Linked DNA regions of Mus musculus: all the other regions are linked to region 1. A link is a contact called in public Hi-C and HiChIP or PLAC-seq data. All regions are on one chromosome and are shown on one strand. Each heading gives the region's core, a stretch centred on a gene start, on an enhancer-like site or on the middle of the called end of the contact. The rest is flanking DNA. Distances are from core to core; before and after follow the strand shown. Region 1 overlaps Ptpre (protein tyrosine phosphatase, receptor type, E). Region 2 has its middle 20 kb from the start of Mki67. Region 3 has its middle 19 kb from the start of Clrn3.

The links. A called contact is a pair of places that touch in the nucleus more often than the background predicts. HiChIP or PLAC-seq counts read pairs in DNA pulled down with a chosen protein or histone mark.
Region 2: an HNF4G HiChIP or PLAC-seq map of pancreatic cancer cells shows a contact between it and region 1. The contact joins two enhancer-like sites. A contact is called at or near these places in 3 of 115 datasets of contacts at active chromatin or transcription factors (bone marrow-derived macrophages, memory CD8 T cells and pancreatic cancer cells) and 1 of 9 other capture datasets (liver).
Region 3: a contact with region 1 is called in a Hi-C map of bone marrow-derived macrophages, with 48 read pairs. The contact joins two enhancer-like sites. A contact is called at or near these places in 17 of 39 promoter capture datasets (the 3T3-L1 cell line, 3T3-L1-derived adipocytes, the HPC-7 cell line and 11 more), 1 of 15 datasets of contacts at CTCF or cohesin (CD8 T cells), 6 of 484 Hi-C or Micro-C datasets (bone marrow-derived macrophages, embryonic fibroblasts, embryonic stem cells and 2 more), 7 of 115 datasets of contacts at active chromatin or transcription factors (T-cell acute lymphoblastic leukemia, bone marrow-derived macrophages, embryonic stem cells and 4 more) and 3 of 9 other capture datasets (adipose tissue, liver and pancreatic islet).

What each region holds. Positions count from the first base shown.
Region 1 is chr7:135,608,177-135,611,436 of GRCm38.p6, reverse strand. All of the region lies in intron 2 of Ptpre (protein tyrosine phosphatase, receptor type, E), which reads right to left. Among named protein-coding and RNA genes, the nearest start is that of 5830432E09Rik, 43 kb to the left of the region's middle. Within about 2 kb of position 1,521, at least 72 of the 459 cell types and tissues checked have an H3K27ac peak or open chromatin away from gene starts, as enhancers often do. A contact at or near this core is called in the HPC-7 cell line, bone marrow-derived macrophages and pancreatic cancer cells, where this site is marked.
Region 2 is chr7:135,734,718-135,737,977 of GRCm38.p6, reverse strand. No RefSeq gene overlaps it. Among named protein-coding and RNA genes, the nearest start is that of Mki67, 20 kb to the right of the region's middle. Within about 2 kb of position 1,552, at least 185 of the 459 cell types and tissues checked have an H3K27ac peak or open chromatin away from gene starts, as enhancers often do. A contact at or near this core is called in bone marrow-derived macrophages and pancreatic cancer cells, where this site is marked.
Region 3 is chr7:135,507,827-135,511,086 of GRCm38.p6, reverse strand. No RefSeq gene overlaps it. Among named protein-coding and RNA genes, the nearest start is that of Clrn3, 19 kb to the left of the region's middle. Within about 2 kb of position 1,621, at least 63 of the 459 cell types and tissues checked have an H3K27ac peak or open chromatin away from gene starts, as enhancers often do. A contact at or near this core is called in the HPC-7 cell line, bone marrow-derived macrophages and pancreatic cancer cells, where this site is marked.

The sequences.
Region 1 (3,260 bases), core at 272-2,771:
ATCCTTGTTTCTCCTGGGCTCCAGTGGGCCCTGGAGAGCCAGGCACGGCCACCTGTCTCCTCTGGTCTGCACCAGCACCTCCTGAGCCCCGGCTCAAGATGTCAGGTTAAGAAGAGATTGGTATATTGGAGGGAGGGGAGTGGAGGGGGTGGGGCTCAAGGACAGAACTCTTGCCTAGGGTATGTTAGGCCCTAGTTTCAGTCTACCTTACCAAATAAACAAAAAGCAGCTCATTTTCAAAGCAGGACACTCTCAGCTGCTGTAGTTTTAGGAGTCTTCACTTGTAGCAAGACTGCTTTCTGGAGCCCCGCTTCCCCTGAAGTATGGTTGTCGTATCTCTTCAACTGTCTTATTAAAAACATTTACTCTGGGATTCTTATTAACAGTTAGTGTGTGTGCATGTCTATGTGTGTGTGTGTGTGTATGTGTGTGTGCTTATGTGTGTATGTAGTGCAAGTGTGCATATGTGTGTTTGTAGTGAGTGTGTAGTGTGTATGTGCATAGTATGTGCCTGTGGTGTGTGTGTGTGTGTGTGTGTGTGTGTGTGTGTGTGTGTATGTGTGTGTGTATGTGTGTGTGTGTGTGTGTGTAGGTCAGAGGACGAACAAGTTGAAGGAGTTGGTTCCCTCCTTTAATCACACAGGACCGAACTCCTGTCATCAGGTTTGAGGCAAGTGCCTTTACCTGCTGAGTCATCTCATTAGCCCTCATTCTTAAAACTGCCACTTTTGAATCATGACCTCCCACACCTAGCAGGCCACTCACCCTGCTCACCTTGCTGCTGCCTCTGTGAGCCGTTTGTTGGCTGCATTTTTCACCCTCCTGGATTCCCAAGTGCACAGGTTTCACTGTAAAATATGATACTGGGGTCTCACTGAGTTGGTTATAGGGGAAAGCCGGGACCACTTATCCAGCAGGCCCCCGGCTTAATGCTCAGGCCATCGAGGAGAGTCTCCTCATAAGGCCAGGGTGGTCCTCATTTTGATACCTCCTATAGGAGAGGCACTTGGTGAGTTTGGCAAGAGAGGGGACCAAAGAGGAGGAGCTGCTCTGGGGGATCAGTGTATTTCTCATACTGGTTTTTTTGGTCATGACCTGGCTGAGCAGACAGAAGCTGCGTGGAGTGAGTAACAGACATGAGGGAAGACACAACAATGGGGCAGCTCATGTTCCAGGCAGGCTTTCCAACAGGGATGCCTAGCACGAGACTTTCCAAGGGGCTCAAGATTAACACTAAAAAACCTGAAAACTCTTCTTAAAATTACAGAGCTCTGTACTATGATAAAAGAAACACTCTGGCTGTTTAATAGGCAGTCTCCTCTTGGGAGAACAGCACAGCACACAACTGTCATTTCCCAGGGCAGGTTAAATGCCATCCCTTCTGGGACATAGCTGGGTCCCTTTGTCTCCACAGCTGAGCACCACATTGCTCGGTTGATATCAAAAATAATGTTTTAAAGGAAACATGACTTAATACTCAGCTCAACAGGAGGAAAACACACAGCCACGGACAGTGAATCACTCATTAAAAATTAAATCAATCCGCCCACAACAGGAAACAGCATAAGGGAATGTCAGAGCTGGCTTCATATTGGAAGGAAGCCAAAATAGGTTTGTGAACTAGAAATTCCTGGGACTGACGGTGGGCACGGCGAACCTCTAGCATCTCAAAGACATACAATTTTCAATCTGACCTCTGCCAAACTCCCCAAGTGTGGGGCCGGGCAATATTGGGGTGGCCATGGTTTCTAAGCATATTAACTGGTCTTTGCAGTGAACCACACCCACACCCACCAGGGAAATGAAGCACCTTGTGGCTCCTGGAAAGGGTCCCGTAGACTGGCTCTGAGGGCAGGGGAGAGCCACCCTCTCGGTCTGCATCTCTGGGGATTAAAGGAGCCTCCGGCACACTGGATAAGTGTTAGAGCCACTCTGTAAAGTCAAAGTTCACAGAACCCCAGTGTTTGTTTATTCTTGTCGCCCGTCAGCAGCAGAATGGGAAGAAAACTGACTGCTTTTCAAATAAAAGTTTTCCATTAACAAAACCTTCCTACGGTGGCTTTTTTTTCTTTTTTAGCAGATTAAGAGCAAATAGAAGTGGACAGAGATGAGAGCCTCAGGACAGCTGCTGTCAAAACAGAGATTATCATCACAGAGATAATAATTTGCAAACCCATCCCAGTAAGGACTAACCTCACGGGCCAGAGCCTTGTTGATATACAGCAGTCATTATCTGCTGGGGACCGCTGTGGTTAGCTCAAATCCAGCTATCACAAAGTTTTGTCTCCATGAGACCTTTGTAAAAATCCTTATCCAGTCCTTCATGTCTCAGACCAGGAAGATGTGAATGACTCAGGTGAAGGAACACACCCAAGTCATTTGGCCTTTCTCAAACAAAACCAGCAGATCACTAGGTTACTGGTCTCCACTGGCTTGCCATCTGTCCCTATCCAGGTCTCCTCTAAACTCCTGCACAAAATTCACGTTCATTCTTGCTAAAACAAGGGCTCAGACGCTAGCCTTGCAAACTAAAGCAGACCTAGGGTCTAACGCTTGTTTCTCTCTCTCTCTCTCTCTCTCTCTCTGTGCGTGTATGTGTACGTGTGCGCGTGCGTGTGTGCGCACGCACGCATACATGAAGGCATGGGTGGAAACCAGAAGCTGATAGTCTCCCTTACTTGTTTTTTCTGTTTTTGAGGCCGAGTCTCTCACTGAACCTGGGGCTCACCATTTTATCTAGACCAGCTGGCCAGCGAGGCTCAGGAGTCTTCTGTCTCCACATCCCTGGTACTTGGATTATAAGTGTGTGCCACTAAGCCCAGCTTTTTATGTGAGTGCCAAGGATACAAGCTCAGGTCTTATGCTTGCATGGCAGGCATCTTACTGACTAAGTTGTCTCCCACTTTCCCCAGAGAACTTTAAAAAAAAAAAAACCATACAACTATGAGTCTGCAGGAGATACTGATAAACATTGGGCAAGGGAGTGGACAGGCTGTGCTGGGAGGAAACCCATCGAGGGTGTGAAAAGAGATTGGAAGGCTGAGTTTGGTTAGCAGATAACATGAGGAAATCTCTGGGAAGGCTAGCCAAGATCAACTTGATGGTCATGAGGTTGTTCCAAAATACAATGATCCACCCGCCAGCCATGTGCACGGCCCATAGAATGCTTTGATTTGTCGGTGTGCTCTGTGGGATTGCAGGGCTCTAAAATATTTTTCATGATGGAGTCCCTTCTTTCGGCATGTATGACCTCACCTTGG
Region 2 (3,260 bases), core at 303-2,802, 130 kb before region 1:
ATTGTGTCCCCTGGATGTTGTAATCCTGACTCCCAATGCTTTAGAATATGACTATTTTTGGTGTTAGTATCTTTGAAGAAATAAAGCTGTTACAATTGGCTTAATTATTTCTAAATAGGTCAGGTTTCTCTTCTTGGGACTAGAGATGATTCTCTTCTAAGTATGGTGTTTGTGTAAAACCTGCCGACATCCTCCTATATACTTTAAATCACCCTGCATTTCTTACAACGCCTGCTTATACACAAATCCCATGTAAATCATCGCTGTGCCTTTTTTAAAAGGAAGGAATGACAATGAAAATCTGTACCTGTTCCTTCCAGACAGGATTTACTTTCAAGTGCACCACACAAGTGGAGTTCATCTGTGCCCTCACTGCTATAGCTCTGAGCACTGGGCACTGCTCCTGTGAGAGGTGAAAAAGAACATGACCCTGGTTCGTGATGGTTTATGGGTACTCTTCGATGGGGCCACACTGCCAACTTGGTCTATGGAGGTTCCAGAGAGCATGTCTGGGGCCAGTGAATTTCAGAAAGACCTGGAGGTCACCTGCTCTCTTGAAAAGCATCTGTATCATGTGGGCCAAGCCTCTCAAGTCCCTGAAAGTGGGATTCCTTCTGTGCAGTGGGAATGGTGCCTGAGACTGCTGAGAAAAGTGATGAGCTAGGGCCCCAGCTCCTGCAGGGCACCATGTAAGTGAGGCTGGGCAGCTGCAGGAAACATTATCTGTCCTGCTGGATGTTCACACTCAGTCCTCAGGTGGCATCTGGATCCCAGATCACCATCTCTGGTCTATTAGGGGCTAGACTCTGCTCAGCTTTTTTGACTCATCTTATGGAGTCTACCCCAGGGTTACTGCCTCTACTACTGTGTGGTGGAGTGTCGTAGTTAGGAGTCAAGACATCTGTAGGAAGCAAGAAGGCAGGCAGCTGGAGAGGGTGGAGGGGAGAGGCCTTCAACAACAAACTAAACACCATAAGGGGAGAAGAAAAAAAGCCTCTTCGACACAGCCTAGCTTCAATATTGGAGGTCTCCATCTGCAGACACATAGTAGATTTATATTCTACTGCCAAAACAGGAGTGTGGTTACGGAAATAGTTTTAGGTTCTCTGGATTTGTACGCTTTCTTCTGTAAAATAAAAGCATAAACAGGCAAGCAATACACCTAGACATTTGGGCTCCAATTAAGAAGGCCCTGTTCTTAGGGTAGCCCCCAAGAGTGATCTCTCCCCGTGATTGCACCTTTGGACCTCTGGAGTATTCAGAGTGACAGGGTACAAAGTGGTTGGGAAGGTTGGGAGGAGCCTGAAACTCTCAGCAGGGTGCCCAGCCTGGAGCAGGTCCTCCTTGTCGACTGACTGTAGCCCTTCTAACTCATTGCTCTTGCTGTTAGTTCCTAAAAACTCAAGCAGTTTCGAAGTTAAAAGAACGTGTCCTGCAGCGATTCTCCTCTAGATGGCAGCAACACTCAGAACCCGCTAAAGCTCGCCTCCCAGGCCGCTGGCTCTGTAAATCCGGAGTGATCCCCTATGCAGGCAGCCTGCCTTTTGGACACTCCAAGTTCTTACTCCTCTTTAGCACGCTGCCTCCCACAGTAGACGCCGAGCATCTCAAACACTGAGTGGCTAATTACGCAGATAGGCCATGCTTCCAAATTGATCTTATTTTGCAGGCTGGTATTTTCTCATGCTATTATTGTTAAGGGGTGGTGGTGGTGTAAGTTGATCAACGCCAGTCATTGCGATATTGAGCTGCAAAGTTTTGAAAGTATTTGTTTCATAATGTGTGAGACAGAATATGGCTCCACTTCATTCACAGTTTTTCAGCCTACGGTGGTTATGTTCTAATAATCCTGTTCCAGCAGCCCTGAGGCTGAGTTTGGTTTTGTTGCAAGGTCCCAAGCAGGGCGAAAGAGCAGACAGGACTCTAAGACTCGCACTTCCCTCTTTGGCACAGGTCTCCCAGTGCATCACTGAACAGTGCAGTGTCTAGGCACTAACGCTAGGTGGAGACCTGAAGCTGCTGGCCTCTGGATGTCGCTTAAGCAGCCCCTAGTCGGCCGACTAGTCTTTAGCACGGGTCCCAGCGCAGGCAGGGCGAGGCTGGGCTCTGCACCTGCGCAGACCTCGGAGCTCCTGTGCCCAAGATTCCGGGTTGCACCTATAGTGTAGTGGCCCTAAGTGGCCGCCAGGTGACGCTGTGGTCCCAGCCATCGAGCTCCCAGGCCTCAGAGGCCACCGCAGTGATCTACCGTCTGTGCAGAGGGTGGAGCCTAAGTAAAGGGAAAACTGATCCTTTGCTCTGCCAGAAGATTCCAGAACGCTGGGTTTTTTTTGTTTGAAAGGCTAGCTATCCACCACTTTTGAGTTTAATACAAATCCTTTTTTTTTAAACACGTTATGTAACGCTGAGTTGATCTGGCTGGGGAACCTGACATCAGGCCTTGTCCTGTATTGAAATTTAAGCTCTACGTGTTAGCAATTCCTCTAAACTACAACAGCTTGCAACTCCACCCTTCAGGTAGTGCTAGCAGGCAAGCAAATAGCAAGACTGCTCCGTGCCTCCCCCTTCTCTTCCCTCACCCTCTCTCTTTCCACCTCCCCATCCCCCACATGTCCCCAGTGACCTCTTTCCCTCTTCCTCTCTCCTCTCTTTCTGTTCTTCACTGTTACCTTCCTTTCTCTGCCTCTATCCACTCTCCAGGTCCCCTTCCCATTCTTAACAATAAACCTTCTTCATATTAGGTCTATTACACGGCTGATCCCTCGGGAAGGACACCTTGGGCAGGCCAGCTAGGGTGCTCCCTCCCGCTGCACTATTACACCTCACCTGCCTCCTTTTATAAACACACCATTGAGGAGGCCAGGAAACAGGAATTACCAGATCTGGAAGGAGTTGAGACTTCATGCCCTCAGGGGTGCGGTGGGGCCTCTCCCTGCCTACCTACTGCCAGCCACGGGGAACCCCTTCCCAGAGAAGTTTAGCTGCTATTGTTTAGTGTTTGTTTGATTGGAGGTTTGGGGTTTTATTGGGGACAATTTTTCTTGTAAGTGGGGTGTGACTACATAGCCCAGGCAGACCTTCAATTTAGGGGCTCATCCTGGATTGCAGGTGCACATCATTACACCGGGTTTCTAATGTTAAGAGATGAAGCACTCCTTTTTAAAGCTTTTTTTTTCCTTCCTCAGAAAACCCAAGGTACACAGGAGACAGTCATGAAATGAACTCCATCCCAATGGCTGTACCTCCCAAGATTCAGTAAC
Region 3 (3,260 bases), core at 372-2,871, 100 kb after region 1:
AGCCTTTTGAAGCCTCTCAGAGGCCTGAGCACTGAGAAGAGCAGGCTATTCCCCTCAGAGGTGCTTTTCACATCCAGCCAGCACTCCTCAGCACCCTCTCTCTCATACATGGGAACCAGCCTGTGGACTTGAAGTCAATTCACCATTGTTTAATGTCACATCTTCTACAATCCAAATAAGCAACTGGCTCAGTCTGTAGAAAACAGGGCTAACATCTCAGCTGGGAGAGGAGTAGGTCTCCCTGGTCTCTTAGCAACCCCATCCTCTCCCTACCAGGCAACCAGAACCCCAGAAACTCTTTGGGGTTCTGTTTGGGGAGGTGCCCTCAAACAAGGTCATCAGCCATGTGTGAAAGCTGACCCCTCATGCAGCTGGAGAAATGTGTGATCGCTCAGGAGTCTCAGCTCTCTCAGTACTTGGATGTCTGGCTATCGCAACTACATTAATGAGTAGCTTTGCCATCTCACTGCCAACTGTGGGAAGTGGCAGAGTCCGAGGTGTTGCCACTCCCTTAGCTCCTTACTCACAAGAAAGACATGAGTGAGTAACAGGAGGGGCAACCATGGATAACAGGCACCAAACAGGGAATCCTTGGAGCCAGGCTTCCGGGAGTCACCAAAGAGACGAAAGAGCAGCAATAGTGTCACACCCTGGCCTGGTGAGAAGGACCTGAGAGCTCATGCCAAGGGCCGTGCTCCATCCCCGGAACTGGGAGTCTGTAGTTTGTGTGGAAGGAGAGAAAGACACCAACATGGTCGCTGTTGGATTCCGCAGGCTACACAGGTCCCTCAGTTCTGTATGGGAACAGGCAACACACAGAAAACCTAAGCTTAGCAGCAGAACTGAAAACAGCTCTTAGGCTCTTCCACGCACATGTGACCTAGTGCTGCGAACAGTCATTGACACAACTACCAAGCTCCTGGTTTCTGTCCAAGAGGATGTGTGGCATTCCTGATGAACTTTTACACATAGACCAGGATGCCATGCTCTGTTCTATCCTGTTTGTACATCTCCTTCATTCAGCTTCTTCAGGCAAAGATACCCATTTGTCTTAGTGAGCCTTTAGGTGGACTTGGATGCTCACTCATCTGAGCTGGAAGGGGGTCTCTCCTACAGAGTACCCTATACACCCAGCAAAGGAGGAAGGAGGTATTTATAGCAGGCTCCACACTGCCAAGATTCATTCTGATGTTAAATGTTTATTAAAAGGAAGGAGACATGCTCCATATTTTCTAGCCAGTCATTGTCATTGTCACTCTTGAAGACTTCCCTCCTGCTTGTTAATCCTTTCCTGTTAAGCAGAACACATATCTCTGGCTGCCTTGGCCCCTAGTGGACTGGCCACCTGTCTGCTTCTCTTGAGACACAGCTGCTTGGACTAATATGGGTCTCAGGTAGATCACTGTGCTGTCCCTGGAGTCCCCTTCCTCAGTCAATGCCACACCCATGGCTCTCACTGTTTCCCAGATGCACACTGTATGCTCACCTAAACACTGCACACCGGAGATCCTATGGAGGGAGACCTGGCAGCAAAGGTACACACGGCTTTCTTGTCAGCCCCGTTTATAGTAGAGCCACTGTGAGTCAGGCTGGCTTGGCTGGGTATGGGTTGTCCCACAGTGAGCAAGAGGCTGAGCAGAATTATGAGTCATGCTCTCAGAGAAGCTGACAGTGGCCCCATGTGTGTATACAGTGGCTGTAAAAGTCAGAACTACATGTCCAGGACTAGACTTTGGACTCTACTCAGCTAACCCAGGCACATGTCATTTTAGTTACTGAGTGTGCTAGATTCTTACAATGTTGATATGGGTAGACATTCATCTTTTGATTAGAACTATAACCAGTTTCATTGGCGTGCAAACTGCACGTTTTCTTCCCTGGTTTCACAAAGAGGTCCTGGGTTTAAACTAGATTCACTTTTTCATGATGCCGTCATAGTGGTACCTAGAGATTATTCTGCTGGTGGCCATTGGTATGGCGGAGAGAGCAAATGCTGTGTGTCAGAAACTCAGGTCCAGTGGTTCCTCTGCAAGCAAGAGTTCACAGAGCAGTCACAGCACAGAGGACGCAGAGACTGGAGAGGAGTAAGGAAGAGGACAGTCAATGCCGTGCTTACGGAGCAGTGGACAGGGAGTCCATATGACAGGCGACAGGCAGAATGGAACTATGGGAGCCATGGGAGCTCTCAAGGGCTTCCTACACAGATGTAAATGAATAGTGGCCCAGAGACAGGGAGCTTTGGCTCTGCTGCCAGCTCTGACCTCAAACAAGGCTGACAGCAGCTTTGAAAATGATCTGCTGCAGACAAAGGGGCAGGCGAAACTGTGGTTTGCTTCTATCTGCTTCCTCATTTGAGAAATAAGATGAGTAAAGAGGCAGAAATGCTGGGATGCTTAAAGGTGTTTTTATTCTTTTTAATTTTATTGAGTTTATTCTTTTAAACATTCCCATGTAAAATGAATAAATTAACTAACTAATGGAGAAAGCCTGTGTAAAATGAATGAATGAATGAATAAATAAATAAATAAATAAATGGTGAAAAATCATATAAACATTAACTCTAACAGTGTCCAGTTCCCAAGAGTGTGGGTCATGAGGAACACTATAGAGAACTCCCCTGAAATCATTTTTGTGAACATTATTATTTTACAAACTTTTATATCAGTTGTTACATGGGGATTTTATATTTCTGGAGAGTTCTGTAGAAATACTCGTTTTTAGCATTCACTTGGCAAAATACATTGAGTGGGTGATGGGGATGGATATTATGATGGTGGTGATGAGCTAGAAAGGCTCCTCTGGACATGTTTCCCAGCTGAACTCCAACCAAGCTAACAAACACATTACCACCACCTCAATGTCATGGCTGAAGCAGTGCTCTCATAGTAGAACTGCCTAGTTTACGGCCACCATGAAATCCTGTGGTCACAGACATATTCAAACAAATCAAATCTTACAGAAGAAAATTGATAGAAAGGTAGAGGGTGCATTACTTCAAAAATAGTTTTTGAATATTTAAGGTTCACAGTCAATTTCAGAGGAAGTTACAGGTACTCCCTGTTCCCACATGTGTGTTACCAACATCTAGCACCAGAGACGGTCTCCTTTGTGACACTCAATGAACTGTCCTTGACATCGTATGTCACTGTCCTTGAGGTTCATGGTTCCTACTTGGGGTAGACATAGCAATTTTTCAGAAAATGATTGAAGATTCTTTCTGCCTCAAGCTGTCTGCTTTTAGGACCTCTTGGTAGTCTTAA